2 separate regions of the Danio rerio genome follow, and region 1 is linked to region 2. The links are chromatin contacts, called in public Hi-C maps. All regions are on one chromosome and are shown on one strand. The core of a region is the stretch at or near the end of the contact, and the rest is flanking DNA. Distances in the headings are between cores, read along the strand shown.

Region 1 (5,939 bases), core at 3,391-5,890, 200 kb before region 2:
AGGATTTCAAAGCGGATCACACTGACCTGCTGCGGCCTCAGATTCACTGCTTCAACAATCAGATCCGCCATCACTGATAACTAAGAGTCAATTGTTTTGGTGACACTATGGCGCAGTTGGTTGCACGTTCGCCTTACAACAAGAAAATCGCTGCTTCAAGCCTCGGCTTGGTCAGTTGGCATTTCTGTGTGGAGTTTGCATGTTCTCCCCGTGTTCGCATAGGTTTCCTCCTGGTGCTCTGGTTTCCCCCACAGGTCCAAAGACTTGAGGTTTGGTAAATTGGGTATGCTAAAGTTGAACGTAGTGTATGAGTGCGTGAGTGAATGAGTGTGTATGGATATTTCTCAGTAATAGGTTTTGGCTGGAAGGGCATTCACTGCGTAAAACATATGCTGGATTAGTTGGCGGTTCATTCTGCTGTGGCAACCCCAGGTTAATAAAGGGACTAAGCTGAAAAGAAAATCAATGAATAAATGAATGAATAAATGTTATATGCTTTGGATTGAAAAAATAAAGCATAAAAATAAAGCATATAAAATCAAATAACAGCTTAATTTTAAAAAACTTAAAAATTTAAATGTAGTTTTATCAATTAACTGAAACACAAACATGTATAAAAGAAAAATGTTAATGCATTTAAAAATTACATAATAAATATAACATAAAAGCAGAAAAAAAATGTACATTTAAATTTAAATTTTAAATAAAATAAAAAAGACAGTAAATAAATAAATAAATTAAATGGATGAAAATGAAATAACTAAAGAAATAAAATAAACTGTGTTAAAAACTCAAATTTTGACTTAAAAATGAATTTAAATAACAAATTTGGTAAATAAAAACTGGAAAAGTAATTAAACATGGAAACAAACATTTAAAAATACTTAATAATACTTAATAATTAAAAGCTGAAATGTTGTCCTGGAATTATCTAAAAATAAATATTTGGTTTGAAATACTGACATTCTTAAAAATAAAAAAAAACTTAATTAATAAATTAATTAACTAATAAACTATACAATAAAATAATAGAACATTTTCCATTTCTATAAAAAAATGAATGAATTAATAAACTAATTAATAAACTGGAAAGTAAATTCACCATTAAAAGACCATTAAAAATTACCATCAATACTTATTCAGGCCATTAAATCTGAGCAGTATTTATTCAGATGGGAAGTCCAGAAAATAAGACAACAATATTTCATTAATATATATAATTCAAATGTTTCTATATTAAAACCTTAATGTTTCTGCTTTTGCATGCATATTTATTCTGGGGAACACAGCGCCACCTGGTGGACACTTTACTGAGCAGCTTTCAGTGCTTATCTCTAAAATTCGTTCTCTTTTTAGCTTAGTCCCTTAATTAAAAAGGGGGCGCCAAAGCGGAATGAATCGACAACTATTCCAACATGTTTTACGCAGCGGATGCCCTTCCAGCTGCAACCCAACACTGGGAAACACCCATCCACTCCCACTTACACACATATACGGACAATTTACAACTGACCCAGTCGGGACTCGAACGAGCGACCTTTTTGCTGTCAGGGAACAGTGCTAACCACTGAGCCACTGTGCCACCCCAATTCAGAGCTTTACATTAATTAAATATCATTTTAACTATTATTTATTAAAATGAGAATTATAAAATCATATTTATCTCTAATGTAAAGGTATAAATGCAAAAAACTGAAAGTAGCATGTAAAAAAAAGATGTATGAATATAAATAAAATGCAAAAAAAGCACACAACTAATATTTTATAAGCCAGAAAAACAGCATTAAACATTACAGCATGATCTTAATCCATTAGTTGGCAGACAGATTATTTAATGGATGTACAGTGTTTACACACTGACACATTGAAGAAAATGAATGTGTAGATGCTGGAGAATAACACTAGAGGGCAGAAGAGTCTAACACACTTATCTGATCTGCAGGAAACTCATTCATCAAACACTGATGGAGACATTAATGAGTATTTTATTACACTAATGACTGATGATAATGATGATAAGCTCATACTGTAATTAAATGATGCAATAAAAGCGACAGTAATTGAGCTTCAGCACCTGTAATATGATGAGAATGCTAAATAATCTCAGATGCCTTCCAAGAGACTGTGTTCACTAAATAAACAGGGGAATCCTGAAATAGCAAGAAATAGATTGACACAGAGATAAAGATTTATAATCAGCAACAAAATCTGGCATGAGCTGTCTCATAAATGTTGATCCGTGAGCTCAAATAATGTGAAAAAGCATATGTTTTCAAGCGTGCATGTTTTCAAGCGTGCAGGTTCTTTTATTTTAGAAGGTGGGACTTATTTCATCATGTTTCAGCATTCCCATTCATTCATTCATTCATTCATTTCCCTTCAGCTTAGTCTCAATTTCCGAGGTCGCCACAGCGGAATGAACCGCTAACTATTCCGGCATATGTTTTATGCAGCTGATGCCTTTCCAGCTGCAACCCAGTACTGCGAAATACATTCACACACACTCATTCACACACACACACACACACACACACACACACACACACACACACACACACACACACACACACACACACACACACACACTCATACATTACGGCCAATTTAGTTAATCAATTCCCCTATAGCGCATGTGTTTGGACTGTGGGGGAAACCGGATAACCCACACCAACACGGGGAGAACATGCAAACTCCACACAGAAACAAAAACTAACCCAGCCGGGACTCAAACCAGCAACCTTCTTGCTGTGAGGCAACAGTGCTAACCACTGAGCCACTGTGCCACCCCTGATTCCCATTTAAAAGAAACATTATTAGTAAGTTCTGCAAATTAAAAAATCCTAAAAACAAAAATAAATCAATAATAATAATAAAATGAAAAACAAACAAAAAAAATAATAAAAATCATTAATTATAAAAAATTAAATAAACTTATACATTCAGAAAGAAATGTAAAATCATAAACCAAAATAAGTTGAAAAAAGCAAAATTAATATTAATAATACATAATCAAATTACAATTAACAATAATGACATTATAAATATTCAAGTTCAGAAAAAAATGCATTTGCCAAAAACTTGAAATGTTCTTGGTAAGTTAAAAAAACAGAATCACCTGTCATTTCAGCAAAACAAAAACAAAAAAATCTAGATTTCTGGCGCAGAGTGAAAGCTTAATAATTACAATATTAGGATATGTATTTCATGCAGGATTCAAAAACAAACTTTTTACATTGAAAATAAAACAAGAAAAAATCCAATGAAAAATTTAAATAAAATAGCAAAAAAAACTACCCATACTTCAGATGAAAATCCCCATTATTTACTCAAAAGTAGTAAATTATATACACAAGTATAAATTTTTATTATATAAATTACATAATAAAATGAAATAATCATTAAAATTAAATAATAAAAATGATAAATCCAGAAAAAAAATGGATGTCAATGACATAACTTTTTTTTAAGGTTGTGAATAAGTAAAAAACAAAATCACTTGTTATTCCAGCCAAACAAAACAAAATTATCTGTATTTGCTGAGTAATTTCAGTGACAGCTCACTAAGAATAAAAATGGAAAACAAATACACAGAATTCAAAAGCAAAACAAATCAAGAATAATGAAACAAAAACAAGTAAAATAATAATTAAAAAACAGCCATAATTCTAATGACAATAACCATTCATTATATAAATATATATATATATATATATAAACTATTAAAATATAAATCCAGAACAAAATATCCATTTGCCAGAAAGAATAACTTACAATTGATGGGTGACATGATGGGTGACACAGTGGCTCAGTGGTTAGCACTGTTGCCTCCCAGCAAGATGGTCGCTGGTTTGAGTCCCGGCTGGGCCAGTTGGCATTTCTGTGTGGAGTTTGCATGTTCTCCATGTGTTGGTGTGGGTTTCCTCTGGGTGATCTGGTTTCCCCCACAGTCCAAACACATGCCCTATAGGGGAATTGATGAACTAAATTGACTGTAGTTTATGAGTGTGTTTAAGAAATGTGCATGTGCTTGAGTGTTTCCCATTACTGGGTTGCAGCTGGAAGGGCATACGCGGCGTAAAACATCTGCTGGAATAGTTGTCGGTTCATTCCGCTATGACGAATCCTGATGAATAAACTAAGCCGAAGGAAAATGAACTCACTCACTCACTCATGATTGTTTAATTATCAGCAATAATTCTTGTGGGTAAAATCCTCAATAAAACCCCAAAGAAAATCACAGATACGGTAAACATGCTCTGCAATTCTCCTGAACATCAGAACACAAATAAAATCTGCCTCACAATGTCAAAGAAAGTCTTGTGAAAATGTTAATTAGGTAATAAAAATCACTAATAATTTGTTAATATTACTATTAAACATCATTTCATTGCCAATCAACTATAAAGCTAGTAAATAAGCGTCAATTCCAATAAATGATCATCAATAATTATTATGTAGAACACCAATCAGTTTCCACTTATTGAAATGATTGAGGTGAAATGCTGACACAGCCGTCAGTATCAGCAGATCTGAGATCAGAGGAGTCTGTTCAGCCTCGCAGGAACAACAGATGGCCTGTTCAATCAACATTCATCCATCTGTATTCAAATCAGCTGAGGATTCACTCTGTGATTGGCTGAAGTAGGTCACATGACCTCCTGTTGATTCAAGACAAGTCTGCCTATTGCTATGGGAGAAGCTGATCAACACTGGTCCTGCCCACGTAGTGATGCTTAGAACACAAACACACACACACACACACACACACACACACACACACACACACACACACACACACACACACACACACACACACACACACACACTGTGCATCTTTCTGTCCAGTCATCAAACAGGGATTCTCCTGATATCTCTTTATGCAAATCAGACAGACGCTCATCATGTATTTGCATGTCAAACTCCCGGAGATTATAAGATTATAAAACCCGATATTTACATGATCGTTTATCAGACGACCCAGTCAGATAAGGACACGGCCCTGCTCACTTCATATACTGCATTCCTTTGGGTGAGCTTTGAAAGGTTAATACACACATTTAAAAGCACTGACATATGAGTGCCTTGGTCATTCAAAATATCCCCTCATCCTATGATAGACTGCTTAGATTCTAGTTTGGACTCTTAAGGTATTATAGTTATAATTTATAAATCACTTATAGTACAACAATATTCAAATATCCTCATTGAGGGCTTTTGGGAGAGAGAACTTACAACAATCTCACTACTGTTGAGAACTGTTTGTAACTTCAAAAAACCCAGCCCACCAAATGATTCATTATCAATACATTTTTAAGTAGGGGTGTCACGATTTCGATTTTTTAATCGAAATCGATCGAAATTTATGCTTAATTTCGATTATCGAATCAAAAAAATAGAATCGTCGATGCTGCCACGCCCCATGTCACGTCAGCTTGGCTTGCCAAGTGGGAAAAAAACAGGCTTGTTGAAGTGCTTGCAGAAGCAGGAGACCCGTCGACAGAGCTTAAACCCTCTCCTCTTTCAATGAAGTCGCCGGTGTTTAAGCATTTTGGATTTCCAGTGAGTTATGTTGACAACGTTTGTGTTGTCGACAAAAAAAAAAAACAGTTTTGCAAGCCCGGTTCGTCCGATAGACAACACCGGCATAGCGATCCTCCGCCCGCCCCCGTTGCAAATCCGCTCGCGAAAAGTACACACTCAGGCCCTGTTTACACTGTCTTTGTTTTTAAATGGCATTTTAGAACGACAACGATTTGACATCCACAGTGGCGTGTAGCATTTCTGAGCAGCCCTCCTTCCTCTCTACCTCTGAAAATGCACATCACGTGACCACACAGACACAGACGCACACGCAGCCATGCGCTCGAGACAGCAGGTCCAGGCAGTCAGAGGACTGCTTCAATCTTTCACTCACTTGTACTTAGTCATTTTAGCGAACA
Region 2 (5,268 bases), core at 2,509-5,008:
TTTTTGAAAGCTGCTAGTTGCAGGGAAATACTCTTTGGAGAAAGAAAACAGCTGATGACATACAGACACTCATGAAATGGCCTGCACAGGGTCCACACCTGAATATTATAGAGGCTGTATGAGATCACCAGGACAGAAAAAGAAGGATAAGACACTCTAAACCTTAAGAAGAACTTTAGAAAGTGCTAAAAGAAGCAAGAAAACGAAGACGGCAGAAGAAAATGTCAAAACAATTGGAACAAATTAGTCCCCTTTCCAAGGGAAGACACATTAAACAGAGTTTTTAGGTTAAAGGGGAAATGTTGTGCTGGTGTTGTTTTTATGTTGTACACATTTCTTAGATTTTCAGTTTTTTCAGTTTTCAGATCACTCAGATCTTTAGGATCAAGTAAATTAGAAGTTCCAAGAGTTCAGTCAAAGCACGGTGAATCCGCTTTCAGCTACTAACAGCGCCCCCCGCTGCTGGAATCAGCTTTCAGACCTGATCAGATGTGCTCCAACATTAGGCACATTCACATCAAGACTGAAACACATCTGTTTAGCTGTGCCTTTACTGAATGAGCACTGTGCTACGACCCACAGATTGCACTAATATGTTTTTCTCTTCTTTTTCATTCTTTTATAACCTGTTTAACACTTTTTTATCTGTTTTTAATCATTTTTGGTATTTGCTTTTATTATTCTTACTCATGTCTCTTTTATTCCTGTTTATGTAAAGCACTTTTAAGGTACCATTGTGTGTGAAATGTGCTGTATAAATAATCTTGCCTTGCCTTGTTTTAAATAGAGACTATTTATACTATGATTATATATTGCGCAAAAGTCTTAGGCCAACAAAGCTGGCATCGTGCTTAGGACTTTTGGATAGTACTACATATATTCTACATACTGTTGAAGTCAATATTATTTGCCCCCCTGTTTATTTATTCATTTATTTTTGTTTAACGGAGAGAAGATTTTTTTTTTCAACACATTTCTAATCGTAAAAGATTTAATAACTCATCTCTAATAACTGATTTATTTTGTCTTTGCCATGATGACAGTAAATAATATTAGACTAGATATTCTTCAAGACACTTCTATACAGCTTAAAGTGACATTTAAAGGCTTAACTAGGGTAATTAGGTTAATTAGGCAGGTTAGGGTAATTAGGCAAGTTACTGTATAATGATGGTTTGTTCTATAGACTATCGAAAAAAATATTGCTGAAGTGAGCTAATAATATTGACTTTAAAATGGTGATTAAAAAATTTAAAAATGCTTTTATTCTAGCCAAAATAAAACAAATAAGACTTTATTCAGAAGAAAATATATTATCAGACATACTGTGAACATTTCTTTGCTCTGTTAAACATCATTTGAGAAATATAAAAAATAAAATAAAATTAAAGGGGGGCGAATAATTCTGACTTCAACTGTATGTACTATAAATAAATATAGAGTAGAGTAGGTTCCTCTGACCAGGTGTTGCAGCTGAGGGTGATGTTTTCTCCAGGCCGGATCTCCAGTGTCCCGTTCTGCATCGGGAGCCCACAGCGACACTCATCCACCGGCACACAGCTTCCATCCTGCAGGAGCTGACCAGGCGGACACCGGCAGCCTGCGGCACACAAAACAAACTCAAACACATACACTGACACCAAATCTGACACCCCAGCAGGCACCATGATTTCAAAACGACATTGAATTAAATCATGATTTGCATTTCTGATGTGTTTTTGATGTCATTTTGATGTTGCTTTTGCATCAAGGCAGTCAATTTACATTAAAGTAATTTGCTTATTTTTTTCTTCAGGTCTGTTCTGAGCCAATTTCAACTGTTCATTTTACTTGTTTATATATCAGATGATCTGTGAAAGCTGGAGAAGAGCAGCTACCTGGATGACAGACGCCCTGTAGACACTGCACATGGTCCCACAGATCTGCACAGCTGCGAGGACACTGATTGGCACAGGAGCCATCAAAGACACGCCCCCTGTCCTCACAATGCTCACCTGTGATTGGATGCATATTTCATTTCATCATGTGGCAGATGATTTTATCCACAGCATTTTATAGACAACAGAACAAATCAATGAAACAAATGAACAAAACGTGTAAATAATATGATTTTTTTTGTATAATGCAGTAAGCAAAAACCCCAAATTGGAGAGAAAGATTTTGTTAGAAGTTTGGATTAAGCTTTTTGTTTGTTGGTTTTACTATTTTTGTTATTTTTAAAGGGGGAATATAACAGAAATACAAAATTTAAAAAAATGAGATTGTTGGTGTTCAAACAATAGATCAAAAAGGTTATTATATAAGAAAAAAAATCAAAAACGGATAAACGAGAGTCAGTATTCTTATTTTTAAAATAAAAATTCAAAACAGCAAATATACTAGAAAGATACAGTAAATTGAAAGTTTATTATTTATAAAAAAGATCTAGTAGGATATATGACGAGGTTATTAAATTTGTTAAAGAAAGTCAATTATGTAAAGGAATGTAATACTTTATAATCAGCAGTGTTGGTAAAAAAAAATAATTTATTCCAATCTAAAGTCAAATAAAAATAGCTAAATGTGTTACTTAGTTGTAAAGTGGAAATAACGTAATAGTAAAATACTAATATATTACAATCTAAAGTCACTGTCTAATGGGAGTGTGTGCTTGAGTCTTTGTTTTTGTTTCTAAACTAAGATTTTAAGGGTTAATTTGCCGAGTACAAATAAACAATGAAGAAGAAGAAGAAAAGAAGAAGAAGAAAAAAAAGAAGACGAAAAAGAAGAAAAAAGAAAAAGAAGACAAAACAAAAGAAAAGGAAGAAAAATAAGAAAAAAGAAAAAGGACAAAAAAGTAAAGAAAAAGGAAAAAAGAAAAAAGAGGAAAAAATAAGAAAAAGGAAAATATAAGAAAAAGGAAAAAATAAGAAAAAAGGAAAAAATTGTTAAAAAGAAAAAGAAAAGAAAAAAGAAAAGAAAAAGTAAGGAAGAAAAAGAAAAAACTAAGAAATAGAAAAATAGGAAATAAAGAAAAAGAATAAGAAAAAGGAAAAGAAAAAAGAAAGAAAGAAAATTAAGAAAAAAATAAGAAAAAAGGAAAAGAAAAAAGAAAGAAAGAAAATTAAGAAAAAAATAAGAAAAAAGGAAAAGAAAAAATAAGAAAAAAGAAAAAAGAAAAGTAAAAAAGAAAAGAAAAAGACCAAAGAAAAAGACAAAGGAAATAAGAAAAATGAAAAAGAAAAATGAAAAAATACGAAAAAGCAGAAAAAAGAAAAAAGGAAAGAAAAAGGAAAAAATAAGAAAAAAGATTAAAACGAAAAAAATATATATTTATATTAAAAATATATTATATATTTATATTAAAAATTAAAAAGAAAAGAAAAAAGTAAAGAAAAAGAAAAAAAAGATAAAGAAATAGGGAAAAGAAAAAGAAATAGGAAAAAAGAAAAGTAAGAAAAAAAGAAAAAAGAAAAAGGAAAGAAATGAAAAAGAAAAAAGAAAAAGGAAAAAAGAAAAAGAAAAAAGGAAAAGAAAAAAGAAAATAAAATAAGAAAAAAAGAAAAAAGAAAAAAGAAGAAGAAAGAAAACAGAACAATAAGAAAAAAAAGAAAAAAGATAAAGAAAAATAAGAAAAAGAAACAGAAGAAGAAAAAGAAACAGAGGAAGAGGAAGGTAGGACAGACAGTAGCTGGTACAATGGTAGTTCTGTGTGTACCGGGGCAGAGGGCCGTGTTGCAGCTCTGACTCTGGCTCTGCAGGTCTGCACAGTGTGGTTTGGGGTCAGAGGTCAGAGGTCGTCTCTCTCTGTGTCTGAATCCTCCACTGCAGGGCTCTTTACACACACTCCATCTGCTCCACGAGCTCCAGTCACACACATCTAAACACACACACATACTCCACATTCACTGTGTGTGTGTAGGTCAGCTGCAGCAGGATGATGTGTGTGTATGTGTTTATGAGTGTATGTGCATGTGTATGTTCATGTGTAAATGTATATGTGTGTGTATTGTGTATATGTTTATGTGTATGTGTATTTTACAGAATGTGTGTGTGTGTGTGTTGTTCTGTTGCCGCACCTCTGCAGACGTCAGCATGTGGACAGTCTCTCTCCTCCTCCAGCTCTTCATCACACTGACTCCCGCTGACCGGCTCACCCGACTCCACATGCAGACACGCCCGAAACCTGCGCTGCACCGACCGCAGATCCACACACGGAGAACAGGAGCTCCAGGAGGACCACTCGCTGACCACCACTGACACACACACACACACACACACATATACATATATATATATACATAAAATGAGGATGATGTCTGATCAAGTTTACAATCTGAGATGTACCTTCACATTCCCGTAGATCACACTGCAGAGAGCCGTCATGACAGAGACTGAAACACACACAGGATAATGAGGTTTACAAATATAGAAATGATAATGAAGTGTAAGTGTGTGATGTGAGTCTGCAGTGTCTGACCATGTCCTGCAGCCGGTGGTGAGCAGCGCCCCCTGCGGGACAGTGACGGTCACAGGTTTGTGTGAATCCTGGAGGAGCAGATGAACACAACCACACTGATCCGGCCGCACACACGAACCGTTCTGCTGCACCAGACCCTGAGGAAAACACACAACACACACTTCAACACCCAACACTTCATCACTGAGTTACATTTTAAAGGGTTCAACACACACAAAAAAACAACTACATTTATAAGCATTTTTTTTTATGTAGAAACATTTTACAGTATAAATTTATCAAATTTATAATTGAATTTTTTAACACTATATTTTTTACAATGTGAATAAAATAGACCAATAAAATAAAATGCATTTTTAAGATAATCTGGTAACAATGTGATCAAAATTAAATAAAATATGATATAATATAAAATTATATGTTTTTAAAGAAAGAAATAATAAAATATCTTCAAACAATTTGGCAACACTGTGATGCAAAAAAAAAAATTTTTTTTTTAAAGAAATTCTGGTATCACTGTGAATAAAGTAAATTAAAATAAAACGTTTTAAAGATAAATCTGCTAATTACAATAAAAAATAAAATAAACAAATCTATTATTAATTAATCAAAATCATAAAATTATTATAAAGAAAACCTGGTAACACTGTGAATAAAATAAAATAAAATAAAATAAAATAAAATAAAATAAAATAAAAAAAATAAAAATAAAATAAAATAAAATAAAATACTTTAAACAATCTGGCAACATTGTGATGCAAATAAATTTAAATATGTTTAAAGAAATTCTGGTAACACTGAATAAATTA

What was found. Hi-C and Micro-C count contacts between places; a contact is called where the count stands out from the background.
Region 1: a Hi-C map of an unstated tissue shows a contact between it and region 2, with 4 times the contacts expected there. The contact joins two enhancer-like sites. A contact is called at or near these places in 2 of 18 Hi-C or Micro-C datasets (embryo and an unstated tissue).

The regions. Positions count from the first base shown.
Region 1 is chr24:44,061,647-44,067,585 of GRCz12tu, reverse strand. All of the region lies in intron 3 of kcnh2b (potassium voltage-gated channel, subfamily H (eag-related), member 2b), which reads right to left. Among named protein-coding and RNA genes, the nearest start is that of kcnh2b, 160 kb to the right of the region's middle. Within about 2 kb of position 4,640, at least 13 of the 62 cell types and tissues checked have an H3K27ac peak or open chromatin away from gene starts, as enhancers often do.
Region 2 is chr24:43,861,266-43,866,533 of GRCz12tu, reverse strand. sspo (SCO-spondin) reads right to left here. Exons shown (of 112, transcript XM_073941181.1): 95 at 4,460-4,596; 96 at 4,327-4,373; 97 at 4,059-4,235; 98 at 3,698-3,859; 99 at 1,878-1,994; 100 at 1,462-1,600. Among named protein-coding and RNA genes, the nearest start is that of kcnh2b, 37 kb to the left of the region's middle. Within about 2 kb of position 3,758, at least 16 of the 62 cell types and tissues checked have an H3K27ac peak or open chromatin away from gene starts, as enhancers often do.